Regions from separate parts of the Mus musculus genome. Here regions 1, 2, 4 and 5 are each linked to region 3. A link is a contact called in public Hi-C and HiChIP or PLAC-seq data. All regions are on one chromosome and are shown on one strand. Each heading gives the region's core, a stretch centred on a gene start, on an enhancer-like site or on the middle of the called end of the contact. The rest is flanking DNA. Distances are from core to core; before and after follow the strand shown. Region 1 has its middle 120 kb from the start of Gm35341. Region 2 has its middle 86 kb from the start of Gm35201. Region 3 holds the start of Tgfb2 (transforming growth factor, beta 2). Region 4 has its middle 60 kb from the start of Gm35341. Region 5 has its middle 100 kb from the start of Gm35341.

The links. Hi-C and Micro-C count contacts between places; a contact is called where the count stands out from the background. HiChIP or PLAC-seq counts read pairs in DNA pulled down with a chosen protein or histone mark.
Region 1: a Hi-C map of the N1E-115 cell line shows a contact between it and region 3, with 20 times the contacts expected there. The contact joins the enhancer-like site here to the promoter of Tgfb2 in region 3. A contact is called at or near these places in 2 of 39 promoter capture datasets (hippocampal neurons and maxillary cranial neural crest), 1 of 15 datasets of contacts at CTCF or cohesin (the NIH/3T3 cell line), 13 of 484 Hi-C or Micro-C datasets (the N1E-115 cell line, adipose-derived mesenchymal stem cells, cerebellar granule neurons and 8 more), 19 of 115 datasets of contacts at active chromatin or transcription factors (the NIH/3T3 cell line, astrocytes, craniofacial prominence and 14 more) and 3 of 9 other capture datasets (adipose tissue, embryonic stem cells and liver).
Region 2: a contact with region 3 is called in an H3K4me3 HiChIP or PLAC-seq map of craniofacial prominence, with 4 times the contacts expected there. The contact joins the enhancer-like site here to the promoter of Tgfb2 in region 3. A contact is called at or near these places in 4 of 39 promoter capture datasets (embryonic stem cells, frontonasal cranial neural crest, liver and 1 more), 12 of 484 Hi-C or Micro-C datasets (the MC3T3-E1 cell line, the N1E-115 cell line, cerebral cortex and 5 more), 19 of 115 datasets of contacts at active chromatin or transcription factors (cardiomyocytes, craniofacial prominence, embryonic basal ganglia and 12 more) and 4 of 9 other capture datasets (adipose tissue, embryonic stem cells, liver and 1 more).
Region 4: a contact with region 3 is called in a Hi-C map of uterus, with 5 times the contacts expected there. The contact joins the enhancer-like site here to the promoter of Tgfb2 in region 3. A contact is called at or near these places in 7 of 39 promoter capture datasets (the 3T3-L1 cell line, the HPC-7 cell line, the SN4741 cell line and 3 more), 1 of 15 datasets of contacts at CTCF or cohesin (the NIH/3T3 cell line), 10 of 484 Hi-C or Micro-C datasets (the N1E-115 cell line, cerebral cortex, cortical neurons and 2 more), 14 of 115 datasets of contacts at active chromatin or transcription factors (the NIH/3T3 cell line, cardiomyocytes, craniofacial prominence and 10 more) and 3 of 9 other capture datasets (adipose tissue, embryonic stem cells and liver).
Region 5: a contact with region 3 is called in a Hi-C map of myocytes, with 3 times the contacts expected there. The contact joins the enhancer-like site here to the promoter of Tgfb2 in region 3. A contact is called at or near these places in 3 of 39 promoter capture datasets (the C10 cell line, frontonasal cranial neural crest and hippocampal neurons), 1 of 484 Hi-C or Micro-C datasets (myocytes) and 11 of 115 datasets of contacts at active chromatin or transcription factors (the NIH/3T3 cell line, astrocytes, craniofacial prominence and 8 more).

The regions. Positions count from the first base shown.
Region 1 is chr1:186,288,072-186,290,812 of GRCm38.p6, forward strand. No RefSeq gene overlaps it. Among named protein-coding and RNA genes, the nearest start is that of Gm35341, 120 kb to the right of the region's middle. Within about 2 kb of position 1,305, at least 15 of the 459 cell types and tissues checked have an H3K27ac peak or open chromatin away from gene starts, as enhancers often do. A contact at or near this core is called in the N1E-115 cell line, pancreatic cancer cells and trophoblast stem cells, where this site is marked.
Region 2 is chr1:186,222,622-186,225,321 of GRCm38.p6, forward strand. No RefSeq gene overlaps it. Among named protein-coding and RNA genes, the nearest start is that of Gm35201, 86 kb to the left of the region's middle. Within about 2 kb of position 1,405, at least 23 of the 459 cell types and tissues checked have an H3K27ac peak or open chromatin away from gene starts, as enhancers often do. A contact at or near this core is called in the N1E-115 cell line, craniofacial prominence and neural tube, where this site is marked.
Region 3 is chr1:186,704,688-186,707,387 of GRCm38.p6, forward strand. It overlaps Tgfb2 (transforming growth factor, beta 2), which reads right to left and starts at 1,302. Exons shown (of 7, transcript NM_009367.4): 1 at 1-1,302. The coding sequence starts at 87.
Region 4 is chr1:186,346,456-186,349,155 of GRCm38.p6, forward strand. No RefSeq gene overlaps it. Among named protein-coding and RNA genes, the nearest start is that of Gm35341, 60 kb to the right of the region's middle. Within about 2 kb of position 1,391, at least 19 of the 459 cell types and tissues checked have an H3K27ac peak or open chromatin away from gene starts, as enhancers often do. A contact at or near this core is called in the SN4741 cell line, adipose tissue, heart atrium and 1 more, where this site is marked.
Region 5 is chr1:186,306,526-186,309,225 of GRCm38.p6, forward strand. No RefSeq gene overlaps it. Among named protein-coding and RNA genes, the nearest start is that of Gm35341, 100 kb to the right of the region's middle. Within about 2 kb of position 1,281, at least 11 of the 459 cell types and tissues checked have an H3K27ac peak or open chromatin away from gene starts, as enhancers often do. A contact at or near this core is called in myocytes, where this site is marked.

The DNA.
Region 1 (2,741 bases), core at 55-2,554, 420 kb before region 3:
ATCGCTGATGTGTCTGCTGTAAGTTTGGAACCTGAGAATTAGTCATGGCCAACCGTTAAACTCAGCTTATGCTCAAAGTTGGAACGGACATCTGATTAAATGAGCCTTGAGCTGAACTGCTCATCGTTTACAGAGGAGTAATGCTAACATTTTTCAGTTGTTTTAAAACCCAGTGAGAACTTCTGAACAGAAACCAAACCTATATTTTTGAAAACCACTGACCCGGAATAAAATGAGAGCATTGGAATATTTTCTGGAATAAATTTGAACCAAATTGATATTTTGCTAGATCCAAGTCCCTAGTTAAGATAAAGTGTGTGGTCATGTACCATAACAGAGTTAAGTAGCCCACCCAGAGATTAAATATGTGGCCTTTCTCTCATTAGTTCTATATTTTATAAGTAACACAACGGTCATGTCATGACTTCTACAGAGCACTTCACTATGAAAGGAGAGAGAGGAATAATTTTATATGAGGGAAGAGGAGCAGAGTTTGAATCTAAGAAGTTTCTGTAATTCACGCAGGCTCATGGTGAATACCCTCATAGTGAGGGAGTTTGGACCAGTGTTTTCTTTTGGGCACTGTATGACAAAGAAGAAGAAGTTGCAAAACCAAAACTTCAACTGTATGTATTCATTAATTTGAAGATGTCGTACTTTGGGAATAATAGCTATTGTTGGTATTGCTGACTGTCAAGTGCTAAGAGACTATCAAACAGGCTTGCCATTCTCCTTACCAAAGATGCCAACTCAAGATCTAGTTGGTGATATACCTAGCAGGTAAAGAAACCTGTAACCAAGTCTGAGGACCTGAGTTCTATTCTTGGGAAACACATGGCAGGAGAGAACCGGCCGCCACACGTTGTACTGGCACCACCACACCTGCGTTGTGAATGCATGTGCAAGCACATGCAAACTAAGTAAATTAATCTAGTGATATATCTAAAAACTCTAATTACTTTTATGCAGTTATGGATTCAAATCAAAGTCATTATTTTTGCTTAAGAACTAAGGAAGTGAGAGGCAATCGCACTTTTCATTTTCTTCATGCTAGGACCTCTGGAAGAAATTTGGATGTTTCCCCAAATATTTCAATAATTTTTTTCTATTAATTAATTTATTCTATGTGAATGGCTATTTTGGCTGCATGTATATCTATGTGTCATGCTTGAGTGTAGTGCCCGTAGGGGTCAGAAGAGAGCATCAGGGGGTCTGGAACTGGAGTTGCAGACAGACATGAGTGAGTCATCATGTGTGTGCTGGGAAAGGCCCCTGGGTGCTGAGTCATCTCTCTAGGCCAGTACATGTTTTCTGTATGTCTGAGTTTGTCATCTTTTCTGCCTTGGAGCCTAGATCAGGTCATCAAGGTTGGCTTAGGCACTGGGTCTGTCCGGGTGAGAGACACCTGAGTAGTAGCTTCACTCACACCTACTCCTGCCATTGATTGAGGAAAAACAGGGTTAGCTCTGTGTCTCCAGTGAGTTACTAAATTTTGTCATGCTCCTTACATAAAATAATTTCAGAACCAAAGAGGTTTATCCTTCTTAGTTGTGTCTCACCTCCCCAAGCCCCACAGCACAATACAAACACACAGCAGTTGCTCTATTAAGAAATCCATTCATGAAAAACAATTGTCCAAATTACTGCAATTAACCAATGTGGTTTTTCTTCTCCGCAACAGCTTGCAAAGTAATAGCAATGGGGTGGCTTCATTTAAGTACTGAACCTTTTGATGTTAAAATCGTTTCCAAGTAGCAGATAATTGTTTTAAACATACAGGACATAGGTGTTTGTGTGTTTTCTCTTTAATAACACACACACTATTTCAATTCATTCTCCTGGCCCTCTGGGCTTCTCTCCTGTCTTTCCCCCATATCTGATCCTGTCCCCCTTTTCCCTTCCCCCACTCCTCCCTCGCCCAGGTCTCTCCTTCTCTCTGAATGGAAATATGCAGCTGAGGGGTGGGAGAGGGTGTAGGTGGGACCTCTAGAAACTTCCAGAGACCTGGGATGTCAGAGGCTCCCAGGACTCAATGGGGATGACCTTAGCCAAAATGCCCAACAGTGGGGAGACAGAACCTGAAGAGACAACCTCCAGTAGATAGGCAGGGCTCCCAGTGGAGGGATGTGGTCACCAACCTACTTTCAAAGTTTTTGACTCAGAATTGTTCCTGTCTTAAAGAAATGCAGGGACAAAAGTGGAACAGAGACTGACAGAAAGCCCTTCTAGTGACTGGTCCAACTTGAGACCCATTCCATGGGCAGTGGGTGCCAGATCCCAACACTGTTACTGATACCATTTTGTGCTTGCAGACAGGAGCTGTCCTCTGAGAGGCTCTATCAGCTGCTGACTAAGACAGGTGTAGATACTCACAGCCAACCATTGGACTGAGCCTGGGGACCCCTATGAAAGAGTTATGGGGAGGATTAAAAAAGCAGAAGGGGATGGCAATCCCATAGAAAGACCAACAGTATTAAATAACCCAGACCCCTGGGAGCTCCCAGAGACTAAGCAATGAACCAAAGAGCATACATAGGCTTCTACAAGGCTCATATGGCACATATGTAGCTGAGGGCTGCCTGTATGGCCTCAGGGGGAGAGGATGTGCATAATCCTCTAGAGACTTGATGCCTCAGAGAAGGGGGATGCTGGAGGTAGTGAAGTGGGGGTGGGGGGTGGGAGAATGAGTGGGTGGGAGAGCACCCTCTCAGAGGCAAAAGGGAGGGGAGATGGGGTTTAAG
Region 2 (2,700 bases), core at 155-2,654, 480 kb before region 3:
GAAAGGAAAGCTACTTTGGAGAAAGGAGAAAATAAAAGTTTAACAATTACTTCCTGGCAATTGTGGTTATGAAGAGAAACATGTTTGCTCATGCCATCATTTGGAGACGTAAAGGAGCCCTGTAGATCCAAAACAGTAATTCCTTAAATCACTTCCTCAATTATTCCTGCAGAAATGTTAGAGAGAGTAGAAAATTCCAAAATCAAAGGCAAAACATTTGCATTTCTACCACCTGCCATGAAAAATGGAAATTGATATTTTAATGACTGGGGTGGGTCTTCTTAATCGCAAATGTAGTAAAACTATGTGGATCTGGTCAACATATCATTTTAAAACTCTTTTTCATTTAGAACACATTTGGAAATAAATACATTCTTCAGCATCCAAGAATCAAAATGCTGCTGGTTTTTAACAGTCTTCAATGGGCTCGGTTTTAGGTTCTTGTGGAGTATTTATTGGTCTCCCTCTCCCTCTCCCTCTCCCTCTCCCTCTCCCTCTCCCTCTCCCTCTCCCTCTCCCTCTCCCTCTCCCTCTCCCTCTCCCTCTCCCTCCCCCTCCCCTCCCCCTCCCCCTCCCCCTCCCCTCCCCTCCCCCTCCCCCTCCCTCTCTCTCTCAAATGTCTTTAAATAATACTGGGAGGAACATAAAACTTTGAACTCGAATTCCCTTTCATAGGAGAAATTCCAGGGTCAGTGTCTTCAGGTTGAGGAAAATAGCTAAAGAGTACCCAGCAAAGGGTCAGCTTTCCCATGCCCCTGGCGAACCAAGCCTGCTCCTGTGCCTCTATTAAATGCAGTGACTCTCGAGAGTGAGAGCATCGGCTTTGGAGTGTGATTTAATTTTCCTCTACCTCTGTACTTTGTCTTCAGACCCTAGAGGAGACAGAAGAGCGATAGTGTCTCATCGCCCGCCCATCACAGGAGTGAATGAAACCGAACAAAGGGAAACATTCTTCCCACCTCACTCTGGCAGATGGCAGAGGTCAAGTTTGACAGTTACCAGAGCTGACAATTCCTTCATGATGCAATTTCAGGAGGAAAAAAAAGGACCCTGACCAGGGACCAACAGGGATGCTTTATTCCTGTGCATTCAACAGAGTCATTTCCTGCACAGCATTAGCTGTCCCGGGGAATGCTGTGGAGTAAGCTGGAAATGAGGACAGAGCTCTGGAAAGCATTTAATGTCTACCCAAGCATTTCTGGAAGTGCTTGACGACCCTAGCAGGAAAGAAATTCCCCTTGCACTGGAGATGAAGAAATTGCTAAAAAGCAGAGTGCTGGGAAAGCCATTTTATATGGAGGGATTGGTGTGGGATTCTGGGATTCAAACTTTCAATGTGTTAGGTCAAACTCTACTGTATATTATACATACTTTCTTATCAGAAATGGAACTAGTTCTATACTTAGTTCCTTGTTTATTATGGCAATTGAAAACCAGAAAAAGCAGAGTCCCTTTGTTCTCTGACCCTGGCTCTGAGTCCACTTTTGAGGTGCTTCTAGTTCCCAGACTTTTATGTATGTTTCAAGATCAAACACAGTTCCTAGTGGTCAGTTCTTTATTTTCCAGCTCCTATGCACACATAGGAAGTCCTTCTATGCACACATAGCTCATTGGACACACAGATGGCAGATTAAATTCTTGCCTCTGCAGCCCATGTCCCAGGAGCAGGGTCGTGTTTGTGTGCTTAACTGCAGATTTACCCAAATCACACAGTTTTATATCGGTCTTTGCCTGAGGTGCTCTCTCGGTAGATCTGAAGTCCCAGGGAACTGACCCTGCTTTTCTTAGCCCTGTCCTGTCATGTGCTGCAGAGCCAACAAGGTGCAAAGGTGCCTGGCCTCCCTTAATCTCGCCATCTTGGGGAACTCTTGGTGTTAACCTTTGCTAGTGTGATAGCCAAATATGGAAGCCATTGTGTGACATGGGCGACATGAACCCATATCAACTTGCATGTTTGTTTATCTTTGGAATTTGATGCTTTGTGTAGCCTTTGCCTGGTTTTCTTATGAAAACACCCCCCATTTTCCTGTTGACATAAAAGAACATTTTTATGTACTATGAATAGTAACCCTTTGTCTGCCATGTTTCTTTTAAATACTCCATACTTGGTATATTATGTAAACTGCTTTCATTAAGGGAGATGTTAAACTCTTGCACCTCAAATATATGAATGCTTTCCTTATGTTTTTTTGCTTTGCATTACTCTCTGGGAAAAAAAAAGAACCCAAGTGTCAACATTTAACAAAACATAGTGGCAATGACTTTGATTATTTTTGTGTCAAGAAATTTAATTTATAAACTTGAGTCTTCCTCCATTCCCGTCTTTCATTCCTCCTTCCTTTCTTTCTTCTTTCTTCTGCTTTTGTAAAGAGAGTTTCACTTATCCCAGGTTGTTCTAGAACTCATTATATAGCCAAGGGTGACCTTAGATTCCTGAGTGCTGGAATCTCAGGCATGGGCCACCATACCTTCCTTTATTCAGTACTGGAGATTGAACTCAAGTCATCTTACATGACAGGTGAACACTGTACCAACTGAGCTACAACCTCCAGTCCTGAATTTTAATATGTCAAAGCTTGCTAACCTACTTGATTTCCCTTTCTTTCTTTTGTTCTTTCTTTAATTTCTTCTGGAATAGAATCTCACTGAGTCCCTGAGCTCACAAATATCCTACAACAGCCTCCTACATCCTATGCCTAC
Region 3 (2,700 bases), core at 52-2,551:
CATGTCGAGGGTGCTGCAGGTAGACAGACTGAGCGCCACCGGGACCAGATGCAGGAGCAAAAAGGTGCTCAGCACACAGTAGTGCATGTTTTTAAAAGGAAGAAACGTTGATGTTGTTATTTAAAGTAAGAAAAAATATATATAAAAAAGAAACTAGTAATTCTCAGAGCGGTCAGGTAGAGTTGTTTTTAATACGAAACTTTTGCAAAGCAGTCGAAAGTTAATGCCCAATAGAAAAACGTCCCTGGCTGGGATTCCTTTAAAAAAGAAAATGCAACGCGTTCCCAACGTGGAGATATTAATATGCGATGCTGGGGCGGGGTGGGGGGGGAATCTCTCACTTTAAGGAGTAAGAAAGGTTTGTTTTTTTTTTCTCCTGGAAGGGAGAGGGTGAGTGGCTCTGAAGTAGAAATAAACTTAAGAGGAAGAAATGGAGTTCAGTGTGTCAGGCTCGGTGCGGAGTGGCTGATCTGAACTCCGATCCTCCGGCCAAAAGGGACGAGACGAGAAGGTCCGGGGGCTGGCAGGAGGCACGCAGGGCCGCGGGGAGCGCTGAGCGGCGGCCGGGGCTGCGCCGGGCTCTAACTGAGAAGTTCAAAGACCGAGCGGCTCGGCCCTGCCTTCCACACGTGTGTGGATGAGTGTGCGTGTGGATGTGTGCGCGTGTGCGCGCGTGCGTGCGCGCGCGCCGAGGGCGAGCCTGGCGAGCCGCGGGGAGGCAGATGCGCCCCGGAGCGGCTCACTCGGAGACTCGGTGGGATACTGTCCGCCCCGGAGATCCACAGAGGCCGGAGCAGGCGGCGAGGATCCCGCTCCTGCCGGCCGCGCTGTGGCCTACACCCGGCTGGGTCGCTCCACGTTGCAGCCGCCGCTGCTGCCTGCAAAGAGGGCCAGCCTCCAGCTCGGTCCTTCAGATCCTCCTTTTCTTGCTCCAGGCGGCCAAGGGCGACAGCGATCGGCCACCTCCTTAACCCCTGTGGAACAACACCGCCTCCTGGGCGCGTTGGCTGCGGGCTGCCCCGGGACTCGCACCCTTCCCTAGCTTCTCCTAGCTTCCACCAAGGTTGCACTTTCTCGCTTAGGGTAAGTAGGTACTTGCGACCCTAAAATAGACCTCTGCCGATCCTTCTCTCCGCAGATGGGTTGCTCCAGAATGGCTCTTTAAACCCTAATACTTCTCTCCATCCCTGACGCCTGCCCCAGAGCTCAGCTCTCAGCGCCTTCTCTCTTTCTCTCCCACTCGCTCTCCTGCCGGCAGTTTCAGCAGCTCTGCTCCGAGCAAACCTGCTGCCAGCAGATAACATCACGATTCTGCCCGGAGCAGAGTTTTATATGTGCTCCCCAAACCACGTGTTTGCCTTCAACAAAGTGACGCGCTAGGATTACAGTCAGAAGTCCTCTGTTACTAAGACCACGAGCTCTGGACCATTGGAGGGGGTGTGGAAAAGGGGGACGGCCAGTAAGGGAGGGCGACTGGCATGAGGAATTTGCAGTAGTCACTGTCTGTGATCACCAAGGGTCTGTGTGTGGAGGGGCAGGCAGCTAAGCATCCCGTTTCTACATGGTGGGGATCACTCATTCGCAGCTTCCCTGAGTCCCTCCTGTGTTGAGTGCGTGCCCATGCATGTACAGGCGTGTACACACACACACACACACACACACACACACACACACACACACACACACACACACACACACTGTGCTCCATGGAGCTCCAGCCCAGCCCTGAAGACATGCCTTCCAATCTGAGACTGCTGACCTAACTCTTGAGTTCTCCGGGATTCCACAGGTTGTTTTTCATTAGCCTGTTTACAATCCAGCCCTGTTTGCCTGTGAACCAGCAGAATACAGAAGTGTCCCTTTCACCCAATGCATGCTCTGTATCACTGCTTTGAATAAAGGAACTGTTGCCTTCTTTATGTGAGCCCCTGCTCATGTGGCTTTCTCCTCAGCCTTCCTAGACAAGGATGACCCACCATCTTCTGCCTGTCGCAGCATTATCTAAGACACCTGGGTTTTAAATGTTTGCTGTCTCCTGTCACACAGTATCATAACTTGACATTTTCTACTTCAACTTGCTCAAACTGGTTGGATAACAGAATCTTTCTTCCCACTGGTCTTTCCCCTTTAGTCAAAGTCAACATTTCAATCTTAGTGATGACTCTGTGGCCACGATGACTACACAGGTTGTTAAAGCTGGAAACTGTTGAGAATTCCCCCAGGTTAAGACCTCAGTATCATTTTCCTAGTTCAAAAGGATCAAACCTTTAGGGATGCATACATGTGTATGTGTGTGTGTGTGTGGGGGGGGTTATATTCTTACTAGAGGGAGCTGTAATGATATGTAATGATATAGCTGGCATACATTATATACAGCAATGAACATTATTATTTGTATTTCACAGACAGGGAGACTGAGGCCATAGGAAGTGAGGTCTGTTGTTGCAGAAAACAGGAAGGGGTGGGTCTGGGTTTTGCAGAGAGAGCCCGCCCACCTCCTGGGTTCTTTCCCACCATGTACTTGGAAGAAGTATAAGGTCCCAGAACATGTGACAAGCAGGGATCCGGGGGTTCCGTAAGTGTGGGAGCTGCAGAATAATCTACTGCCCTCTTACAGAATCAAGACCCCCCCACAGTCATGTTCTATGTTCTAAGATTCCTGCAGAAAACTCTCTCTTGAATTATCATCTCCCCACCCAC
Region 4 (2,700 bases), core at 141-2,640, 360 kb before region 3:
GGCAAACCTCAGGGACAGAGAGGCACAGAACCTCTGTGCGAATGTTTACTCTGAGGGCTGTAATTTGGATAAGTAGAGGGAAAGCAGACTTCATTAAATTTGCAATGAAACTGCCGGGTACATCAGGATGCAGAACAGGGGATAATAGAGCTCCACTATGCTTTGGGTTATTTTATTTAGATTGAGTTTGATCGTCTTTAATACTGAATTCTGAGTCTCAGGAAGCGTAGACTGTGTATTTCTTTTAAGTATATGCAAAACAAACAAACAAAAAAACCAACAAAAACAAAACTAATATCTTCAACAAATAAAAAGCTGCTTTTGAATGAAGAACCATGGGAATCTCCATCACAATTACACTAAATTAATATCCCTACTAAGAGAGTGAGCTTCACAAACAATTGAAAAGGAAAGCAATACAAAAACACCTCTTTTTACACATTAGCCACCCTGCTATAAACATCAAGGAAGAGTGAGATGCCTCATGCACAGGTGGAGCATGCGGTGTCAAGATAGATAGATAGATAGATAGATAGATAGATAGATAGATAGATAGATAGATGGATGGATGGATGGATGGATGGATGGATAGATAGGTAGATAGAGAGATAGAGAGACAGAGAGATAGAGAGATAGAGAGATATAGATACTCAGGAAGCAACTTTTATGACCAGAGATGCTTTTAAGAATGAAAAATTAAGACACAGTTAACACACACCACCAATACACCACACCATAGAACATAACTTAGATGAGCTAATCTGCAAGAGTGGAGTAAAAAAATGAGGTAATGCTGTTGAGGGGATTATATTCAAAATATGGCAAGACATCAATAGTGACCGAGCGGAGGAAGGAAGGCGTCTCAGCTGTTAGCAATAAGGCAACCGCAAATTTGCAAGATGTATTAACTGCTTCAGTAACTGGTAGTTCAAGAAGTTTAATCCCCAAGACTTCATGCGACCGTCTGTGACAGGGCTGCCCGAGCTATACATCTTTTTCTTGGCCGTGGTTACTGAAATTCTTCCTCCCTTCGTCCTTCCCTCGAGGGTCAGTTCAGGAAGAAAGAGTAGTAGATGGAGAGCTGGCTTCTTGTCTTTCCTCATCCTGCAAAGACTGCCTCCACCACGGACAAGAGGAATGTGTAATGTTGCTCAGACAGGCGGAGGAACTGACACCACGTTTTCTATATCACCCAATGTGCTGAAGGGTGCAAATCATTTGTAAAAGCATTAAGTTGGTTACATTGGCTAAGCAGTTGAAATTGTAAGCTCTTGAATGTCAAGCGCTGACCCTGTGGGGTGGGGGGAGGTTGAAGTGGAATGGTGTGGTGGAGGGCAGGCTTTGGGTCATGTTTTATACTGGAAGTTTAATTGTCCTGGCAAGGATGTTGAAGTGACTCATTGAGCTGAAGTGGATTCTATCTTCCAGCACAGATTTGAAATGGGGGAGGATAGCGCAGCAATAGTATCTTTAAAAGAATTGGCTTAGTTTGCCTCAGCCCCTAACTACTTCCATGCAGATTCATTTGTTTTGGACACCAATGTTGAAAGCAAGCCAATGATAGCAAAAATAGTGTCTATGTCGCCCCTTTTGAACCCACACAAACCTTTTCACTGTGTTTAAGCCAGGGATTTTTTTTTCCAAAGAAAATTACATGTTCTTTGGTCCTTTCCGATCTTTTATTGAAGAACGTTAAATAGTTTATAGCTAGAAAGAATTATAAAGTCATCATGACACCAAGTTTGTGCAATGGTGTTTTCCAAATGTGTTTTGATTATTCTCACAGAAACTCTCATCCCACTCAGAGATGAGTGTTTCTAACTTGGCGTTGTAAGGTGAGTCATGCTGTCTGTTTATCCCCGGGACATAGGTGCTGGATTTACCTTGCTTTAAAGGAATGCTCTCTGCATGGGTTTTATAATCCTTTGCTAGTCAGTGGCCAACCCCCTGAGATGCCCCTTGTGTCACTGAAAATAGTGAACTCGAAACTCCAGCACAGAGCAACCCTTTACTATCAGCTGGGGAAATTTTCTGCTGGAAGACTGTTGCATATGCTTGCAGAAATGCTGCCTCTTAAATCCCCACCCCTAAGAGTGTAATCAGAGCTATTCCAAAGGCAAGTAGGACCAAGTAATCTCCATCCAGAGGGTGTCACAGAAAACCTGTGGATGCTATTGCTGGGCTGGGAAGGGAAATCAGGGAAGGATGCGGAGAACAGGGACATTTTGTTCCCAGAATACCTTTACTAAGAGACTCTTAAGATGAAGCTAGTAGTCACTGCATGATAAATGGGTTTTGAATCGTGTGGAAGCTCAGGGGAGGGACTGGCATTTTGATTACCCAGATTCAAATCAGACCAAGGAGAGTAGAAAGGGGTTAATTTCTTAGAAATCTCAGAAGCAGAATGAACAGGCTCCAGTAATAAAAATAAAATAAAATAAGCAGTAATGAAGCAGCTGAGTGATAGAATTTCTTTCAGTCTTTGAAGTGGGAAAGTGTCGTGATGAATTCTGTTGGTCCAGGTGAACTTGGGTCACCTACAGGAAGCTCTGCTGGCGACAAAAGAAACATAAACTTGCAGCCATGATAAGATCATTGCTAGAGGAGTCAGAGACCATCACTGTGGGAGTGACCACTGAAGGCTGGGGGGAAAGTATGCTCTCTAAACTGGAGAGAATGGAAAGATAAAGCTAGAATCCG
Region 5 (2,700 bases), core at 31-2,530, 400 kb before region 3:
GACAATCTCTTTAGGGAGGAGAAGAGCATCAGTATGTATGCTTCGACATATCTCTTCTTCACTGTCGTTGTTAAGGAACAGGGCTACAAAGCATCGGATCAGGGAATGTAATGTATTGCATTATTGTTTATCATAAATGGAGGTTAGTTTTGTGCTTACTCAACTCAGCAATGAGATGAGCAATGAGATGATTTTCCTGGTTTTGTCCAGCTTTCTAATTTGTTTTGACCTTCAAGGTGTAATAGGAGGACTGCAAAAACAACCTTTCCAGAAGACTATTTAAAAAAAAAAATACTTTCACAAAAGTCTAAAGTATAAAAGCAAAGTTAGATCAAAACAAGTAAGGAACAGGTGGGATGGTCTGAAAATCAGCTCAGAACTGTGACCACCTAAGAGCTGCTTCAGAGGGTGGGCTTGATGCTGGCAAGAAGCTCACAGTGTGTATAAGAGCAAATAACTGTTTTGCAAACAGGTGCTGTTGGCTGGTGGGGTTGGTTAGGCATTTGTCCACTCTCCCATGAAATGATCCTAGGAGCTCTCAGGATGTGAGAGATGATATGTTATTTTAATGTTGAAGCAATATCTGATTTATTAGAGAGTATAGGTTGGGAAAGTGACCACCCATGCTTTCTTCTTCATCTTTTCTTCCAGATGTATTTTGCATTTGTATCCTGCCTCTCCCATGAGGTAGACTGTCCCTTAGTAAATATCCCCATAACTGTGTACAGCCTTTATATGAAATTATTTCTCTAACTTCCTTAGACATTCTTATAGATATCAAATTGTAAAATTGCATCACATCTATTTAGGGAGGTTTGGTCTCTTGTCAGTAAATAAAAACACAGAATATTCACAGTCAAGTATTATGTCTTAGTGCTAGTTAGTATAGAGCATTTGAATTTTCTTCTATGACAGGTAGTTAAAAGGCCATAACTGCTTATGCAAAAAGAAGAAGAAGAAGAAGAAGAAGAAGAAGAAGAAGAAGAAGAAGAAGAAGAAGAAGAAGAAGAAGAAGAAGAAGAAGAAGAAGAAGAAACCAGGAAAATCACTTAATCACTGAGTTGGGTAAGGGCAAAAATAACCTTCACTTACGATTAAAAAAATCATGTAATGCTTATGTAAGTTCAAATAAGGCAAAATTCATGTGAAGTTTGGTCAATTTGATATTTGGCTACCGGTCAACTTAGATTAAACCAGAGTTATCACTGAAGTGTTCGCTTGTGTAACTCATCCTACTGAAGAATGTTGGTCTCTCCCATGCCACACAAGTAGAGCTGGCTGGACTCTTCAACGAGCTTGTGTGCTCTGGAGGTAACATGAGCAGAGTCAAGTAGGAGGATGACAACCCTACCTTGGAATGTGCCACGGGAACAAAGGCCTGGTTCCTCAGAACTTTCTCTGAACATGCGATTGGCTGCTGAATTACTGAAAGCTGGTGAGGTGGTGAGTTTCGAAGTACCTTAGACACAGTTTTGTTTTGTTTTGTTTTAAGATTTATTTATTTATTTATTTAGGTGAGTACACTGTAGCTGTACAGATGGTTGTGAGCCTTCCTGTGGTTGTTGGGAATTGAGTTTTTTTTTTTTTTTTTTTTTTTAACTCTGCTTACTTGGGTCAACCCTGCTCACTCCGGTCAACTCTGCTTGCTCAATCCCTGCTTGCTCTGGTCCAAAGATTTATTTATTATTATAATACATAAGTACACTGAAGCTGTCTTTAGACACACCAGAAGAGGACGTCAGATCTCATTATAGGTGGTTGTGAGCCACCATGTGGTTGCTGGGATTTGAACTCAGGACTTTTGGAAGAGCTGTCTGTGTGCTCTTACCCACTGAGCCATCTTGCCAGCCCTAAACACAGTTTTTTAATGCATTCTAAATACTCTTTGGCTCATTAAAATATCCTTGTCACGATAAACATATTCCAATAATAAATCTGACTAATTCTGAATGACAAATCTTTAGAGTAGAAGCAAAATTAAATTTTCTCTATAATTACATTGAATCTAGCAAGTAGGGCTGGGTATTCAAACATGGGTACACTTTAAGGATTAGAGATATTAAACTTCCCAGCTTCCATTCAAGGTGTATTTTAAACCACTAAATTGCTTTATAACTATGAGATTCATCCTCATTATTCCATGAGATAATGTCTTTATCCTTGAACTGTGCATATGCCACAATGTATCTGTCAGTTCTATAATGATCTACACAGCAATGTCTCCAATTTAGGGCTGTGATGGAGAATGTGATTATGAACACTCTGAATTTGCATTTCAGTGGCCATGTTCATGCCTGTAGGTTTGGGTTATCCCTTGGAGGAAGCACAAGGAAGATTTCTATGTGTCTTCAGAAGATGATCCAGTCTCATCAAACGCTTGCAGCTATGTGCACAGTGTGCATGAACAAAAGATGCAAGCACAAAGTTTCCATTCAGCACAATTCCACTTCAGCTCATCTCAAAGCCACATGCAACCAAACAAGTGGCAGAAATCATCGAACTAGTGACCTCCAGGTGGTCGTGACGAAGCATGGGGCTAGGGGTACTTCTGGGAGAGTTCATAGCTTGAGTGTTCACTAGTATATAGAATATTCTCTGTGAATATCTTCCGGCAATCAAATTCTATTTAAAGTATTTTGTTTTGTGGACTACCTTACTAGGAAGGAAATTCTAAGGAAGAAAGACTCTCACTCCCAGGGC